Linked DNA regions of Zea mays: region 1 is linked to region 2. The links are chromatin contacts, called in public Hi-C maps. All regions are on one chromosome and are shown on one strand. The core of a region is the stretch at or near the end of the contact, and the rest is flanking DNA. Distances in the headings are between cores, read along the strand shown.

Evidence for each region. Hi-C and Micro-C count contacts between places; a contact is called where the count stands out from the background.
Region 1: a Hi-C map of leaf shows a contact between it and region 2, with 5 times the contacts expected there. The contact joins the promoter of LOC100281552 here to the promoter of LOC100285519 in region 2. A contact is called at or near these places in 2 of 25 Hi-C or Micro-C datasets (endosperm and leaf).

What each region holds. Positions count from the first base shown.
Region 1 is chr1:3,472,545-3,475,511 of Zm-B73-REFERENCE-NAM-5.0, reverse strand. LOC100281552 reads right to left here and starts at 1,410. Exons shown (of 7, transcript NM_001154471.1): 1 at 55-1,410. The coding sequence starts at 1,230.
Region 2 is chr1:3,284,249-3,287,284 of Zm-B73-REFERENCE-NAM-5.0, reverse strand. It overlaps LOC100285519, which reads left to right and starts at 1,652. Exons shown (of 3, transcript NM_001147695.1): 1 at 1,652-1,773; 2 at 1,888-2,011; 3 at 2,953-3,036. The coding sequence starts at 1,917.

The DNA of each region.
Region 1 (2,967 bases), core at 161-2,660, 190 kb before region 2:
AAAACAGGCGCAGGCAACAGGTACATAGGCACACACAGTTTAACTTCAACTGACCCTATTTTTTGACCATGAAAGATCCAAGATGGCATCATGGTGCCCACGGAATTCATGCACAGGGTCCTCGGATAGCGCAAAGGTCTGGTGAGGAATCACAACACAAGCTGGATCAGTAGCCACCTTTGAGCTGTTATTGTGCTTGCCCTTACCCCCTTCGCAGGAATTGATGGGAGCCAATTCAGAATTTTCATTGACAGTGAAGAACACACATGAAGGATCATCGTCAACAAAATGACGGTCATCAGGCCTCTTGCCTTCCACCACCCGCCAAACGCGGACAACCCCATCCTCACCTCCAGTAGCCAGCAACTGGCCATCGGAGCTGAACTTCATGGTCACAATAGCACCTTCATGTGCCTTGATGACTTGGCCCTTGTACACTGCAGATAATTCCTTTGACCGCTTCTTGTAAGGTCTCACCTTGACCCTATCAACCTTCCTAGAGCAACCCCGGGAAGAAGTGGATGATGTCGAATTGACCTCATCGTCTTCCTCCTCTGCGTCGGCGTCGACAACACAGACACCGATGCCCAGCCTTCGTAGCCACCCAATCCGCCGCCGCCTCCTTCTCCTCAGCACAGTCTTCTCCGGGGTGGAGGGTTCGTCGGAATCGTCCACCCTCCTCATCAGCTCACGGATGAAAGGTGATGAGCCAAAGGCCTGCTCGAATTCTGCAGCTGTTACTGTCCGGTTGGAGAGCCTCTCCCTGAGGCTCCGGAAGCTCCCGTCCTTTCCCATCTCGTCGACCACGAACACTGTGCCATCGTCCAGGTTCTTGAACACGCACTCCGGCTCCTCTTCCGTGCCAGCGCCGTCGCCGCCGGAGGCTGTCGGCTCCCCTCCCATGCTCGCAAAGGTAGGGACGGCCGAGAACAGCTCGGTGCTGGGGCTTGCCGGTAGGATTTCTTCTCTGGCCTCAGGCCTCGAGCACGTCTCCTCGCCGGGCCGCGCGCCGTGGGGGCTCGGATCCATGAGGCCCAGGGACTTGACGAACCTCTGGCGGCGCTCGTGGACGCTGCCCGGGTCCCGGACCCAGACCTCGAGCAGCTGCTGGGCGAAGAGCCACCCGCCGTCGTCGTGGCGACCGGAACTCGACGGCGACGACGAGACGGACGCCGGCGACAGCACCTCCCTGGAGTCAAAGAACTCTTCTTGCTCCTCTCCGGCCGCCATGGACACGTATCCGCTCCGGGCTCTGGCTGGCGACGAGGGCAAGCGGATCTCGCGGGTCTTGGATCTCGGGAGAGTCGCGTGCGTGCGTGCGCCCCCCGCTCCGCTTGTGGCGCGCCCACTGCGGCTGGCGTCCTCGCCCTCTCCGTCCCTTGCCTCTCTCTGTGTGTGTGTCGTCGCCTTGGGGGTGGGGTGGGTTCTCGCAACTCGCAAGAAGGGAACCAACCAACAACAACCAAAAGCTAATGAGTGGAGAAGAGTAATAAAAAGCAGAGGACGACGAGGGGGACGGAGGAGAGAGAGAGAGGCGGGGCCGGGCGATGGCGGATGGGTGATGATGGTGGGAGTGGGATGGATGGGGGGGGACCGCGAACTCTGGGATCGGTTGGGGGCAGGAGGATTTGGAGGCTCGCCAGGGAGGGACAGGAAGGGGAGGGCAAAGCCGCGACGAGGGCCGAGGAAGACGACTGGAATTGCTCGCCCCGTCCACGGATCTCGTTTTGACATGCTCTACAGCGCAAAGGCTCGTCGGGTACACGCTACATTTTCCGTTGTTGGCAACGCTTCTGCTGACAAATTCACCTGACCCTCTCTACGGCTGTCCGGACTGGGAGCAACTATTACCATAATCATCGCGAGTTCTAGCTAGACCTTGAATGGAACCAAAATTCAGCGTTTTCTTGTATACGCGCATCATGCCAGTTTTTGACTTGCGCGCGCCACCACTTGGTTGTTTCTTTTTGCGCACCGGACAAGCCTGCGCGAATAGAGCATGCGGTGGTGACTTCTAAGATGGTGTGGACTGCTTGAAACCAGTGTTAATTAGCAATGGGGGGAAAAAACATTGGAGTTTCTGAGGTCTAATTCTCCCTCACCCTTATTGATACTGTCATAGTCATGGTTCGCCTTCCTTTTCTCGTCTGTGTCGCGGTTTGCTGTTTTCCTTTCTTTCATCTCAAACGTTCATTCCAGAAGGGGGCGTGTTCTTGATTCTTGAACAATGGAAGGATCTGCTCGCATATGTATTCTGAGCTCTGGATCTTTTTCTTCTTCTTTGATATATGATCACGCTCATAGTTGTTCTTCCCGTCACCCGTCTCTGTCATGGACGCTATTGTTGTTTGCTATAGGAGTGTCAAGGCGCAAACCAATCAAAAATAATTATTAAACCACCTTTTTATTTTGGAAGCAACGACGAACTGTGTTCCGTTTGTTTTGAGCCGGAAAAGAAAATGAACAAACTGAAGGTCCCTCAATGGTAAGCTGCTGGTCCACAAAAAGGGAAAAAAAAAGAAACAGTAGCTTTCGTTAGGGCCTGTTTGTTTACCCCCCAGATTATATAATCTGGATTAAATAATCCTAAGAGGCAAACAAACAGTCCAGCTTATTTGCCCAGATTATATAATCTAACCCCTTGGATTATGATAATCCATAAGCAAGTGAGGAGGTGCTTATTTCAGATTATTTTTTTCCCACTTCCCCACTACCCTTTCAAGTTTCTTAGAAATTACCCACCATTGCCATTATAATCCACCGAATCGTTTTTGCGCCTAGTACTAGTCAATTTGGAGATGAAGAAGGTGACATGAATGTCTTCCGTGATAATATTGATAATGCAATATTTGCCAATGTCAATTGAATTATTTTTTTCATATATGAGTTTCAACCTAGTACAAATATAGAGGACATTCTTGTCTTCCTCATACAAAAGAATCCTATTAACAACTCAAATAATCTGGG
Region 2 (3,036 bases), core at 403-2,902:
AGGGCTATAAATACCCCCAACCACCACCACTCCAAGCATCCAAGTTTTCCAAGGTTCTCATTCAATACAAGAGCTAGTGCATTCACTTCTAAACACAAATCAAAAGAATCAAAGTCTCTCCAAGTGCCAAATCCACTCCAACCACTTAGCAACTTCAGAGAGAGAGTTTGTTCGTGTTCTTTGTGCTCTTGTTGCTTGGATCGCTTCCTTCCTTCCTCATTCTTGTTCCCAAGTGAATTGTAATCAAAGCAAGAGACACCAAGTGTGTGGTGGTCCTTGTGGGGGTCTAAGTGACCCGTTTGATTAAGGAGAAAGCTCACTCGGTCTAAGTGACCATTTGAGAGAGGGAAATGGTTGAAAGAGACCCAGTCTTTGTGACCACCTCAACGGGGACTAGGTTCAATAGAACCGAACCTCGGTAAAATAAATCATCGTGTTCATCTGCTTTATTTCTTGGTTGATTTGTTTTCCCCTCTCTTTCGGACTCGAATTCATTTCTAACGCTAACCCTGATTTGTAGTATGTGATTAAGTTTATAATTTTCAGATTTCGCCTATTCACCCCCCTTTAGGCGACTTTCAGTATCGAAAAAGAAAATTTCTACCCCCAAATTCAGGGCGTTACAAACCTATCCTCCTTAAAAAAATCTCGTCCTCGAGATTCAAGGTTGGTCAGCAAAGAGTTTGGGGGCTTCACGCCTCCGAGGTAGCAGCGCAACGCGAGGGAGGAGGGAGGGGACGGGCCAGGATGTCACAGATGTACCACCACTTGTGCACCTCCATGGCGGCGAGGTGCTGGTCAGCGGGCCATGGTGCAAACGAGCTCGGTGCGGCGTGTGCTCTAGAACTCGTTCTCCCACAACTCGACCTCTGTGGTGGCGTCCATGTCGATTGAAGGTTGTTCAGCAGCAACAGCCTGCGAGATCCGCGCGGGTTTGGGATGGGAGGAGGTGAGGTGGCGGACCTTCCATTGACGGCGCGGGCGCACGAGGAGGAGGTGGCGGACGCAAGGCGAGGAGGATAGACATCGACGACGCGTCAGTGTGATGGCTGGGCGGGGATTGCGGTAGAGAGCGGGGATTGCGGGAGACACTGATGATGTCGGGCGGGACGGGGCGTGGCGCGTGCTTCACCAAAAGGTGGACACCCACTCTACCATCGTGTATATATATATATATATATATATATATATATATATATATATATATATATATATATATATATATATATATATATATATATATATATATATATATATATATATATATTTGATATCACGCGTAAAACAAATATATTACAAAACACAACATATATTTGTTTGGGTCTCATTGCTAAATTTTAGTCTCGATCACATCGAATAATTATATGCTAGTTAGAAATATTAAATATAATTTAATTACAAAATTAATACACGGATACAAATTTATTAAATATAACTACTTCACGATTCACCTATATGATGATTAATTAATCATTGATTAAGCTTAAAAAATGTCTCCATATTTACTCTTTATTTAGATAATTAATTTTATAATTATACTATATTTAATATTGATATTTAGTTTTTAAATATTTGTGTGACACTAACCAGTTATTCGAGCCAAACACCAGTATCTAACCCACACGGCCCACCTGCACCGAGCGGTTGCCGCCGTTAAACCCTACCGCTGCTCTCGTCACCATCTCTCCGACTCACCCCTCTGTCCTCGCAAGCCGCCGCCGGCCAAGTCCTGTCCCTCTCCCTTGTCTGGTTCGGATCGTCGTTGCTAGCCAGGTAAATCTGACTGATTCTTCTCCTTACCTGCTTCTCCCGGTGTGGATCTCGGCTCTCGACGAGTTTCAGAGGGGTTGTTCGTAACATCTGCTAAGATCCGTGGCGGCTGTTTAGGTGCTGGATCCGTAGCGGCGGCGGCGGCCATGGACAAGAGCATGCTCGGCGACCTGGACGGCCTCCCCGAGGAGGACAAGATGCGGATGGCCGCCATGATCGACCAGCTCCAGATCCGCGACAGGTTCGTGCCATACCAACGCATCCGTCTAGTCTAGTCTCGGTTGAGTTGAAACGAAACGCGCCCCTGTGTTACACGCGTGTAATAAGAGCAGGGAGCGTGAATTGGCATCTGGGGAGTGCCTTGGCGAGTTGATCGTGGTGCTCACCTACCGTAGGTTTTCAGTGAAAAGTATTGAAATTCGCAAGTGATTGGCACACTTGTACGATGCATTGCAACAGAAGCGTTTCGATAGGTATCCACTAGATCTATGCGATTTTAGCAGCTTGCACCTTGTACGTCCCAAACCGTGCGAATGAGTATATGCTCTGCCTATTTCCTTTGTCGATTGGAATGTAAGCATTGGTTTCTTAGGTAGAGGCTGTGTATGGCAAGCTGCTCAGTGATAGATAGATAGATACTTTAGTTTGTCCCAGCATTATCCGAATGAACAACCTTGGGTGGGAATGGGAAGGTTAGTCCTATGGAGGCCAACTGCTTCCATTAGATTCAGAAGCTGCCATACTGTCAGGTGAATTGGTGTCCAGAGTTTATAGACTCGAAAATTCCAATTGCTTGCTAGCCCTTTTAGTGACTCTGGTTGTAAACAAGTATCGTGTATCCATGTGAGTCGGAGTTGATAGTTCCAAGGCTTCTCTCTGTCGGTTCCGTTTTGTCAGGGATGTGTGCTTTGTGTATTATGTATGTGAAGTTCTGACACATTGGATTTGTTGGTTGGTGATTCTAGTCCCAAACCAAAAACCTTTTTATCAGTGATTCGCAACTGCTGCACCCAAAACTGCTCATTGATTGGTTTTACAGCATTTTTTAGATACCTAAAAAGTGCTGACTTTTGGTCAAGGCACAGATACTGGAGCCAGAAATGCAAGTGTTGTTATCTTGTTGCTTAAAAAGCGTGAGAAATTATTGAATGATCACGTCTCTGCTTGTATCACTGTGCGCAGCCTGAGAATGTACAATTCGCTGGTGGAGAGGTGCTTCACGGACTGCGTGGACACGTTCCGGCGCAAGAACCTGGACAAGCAAGA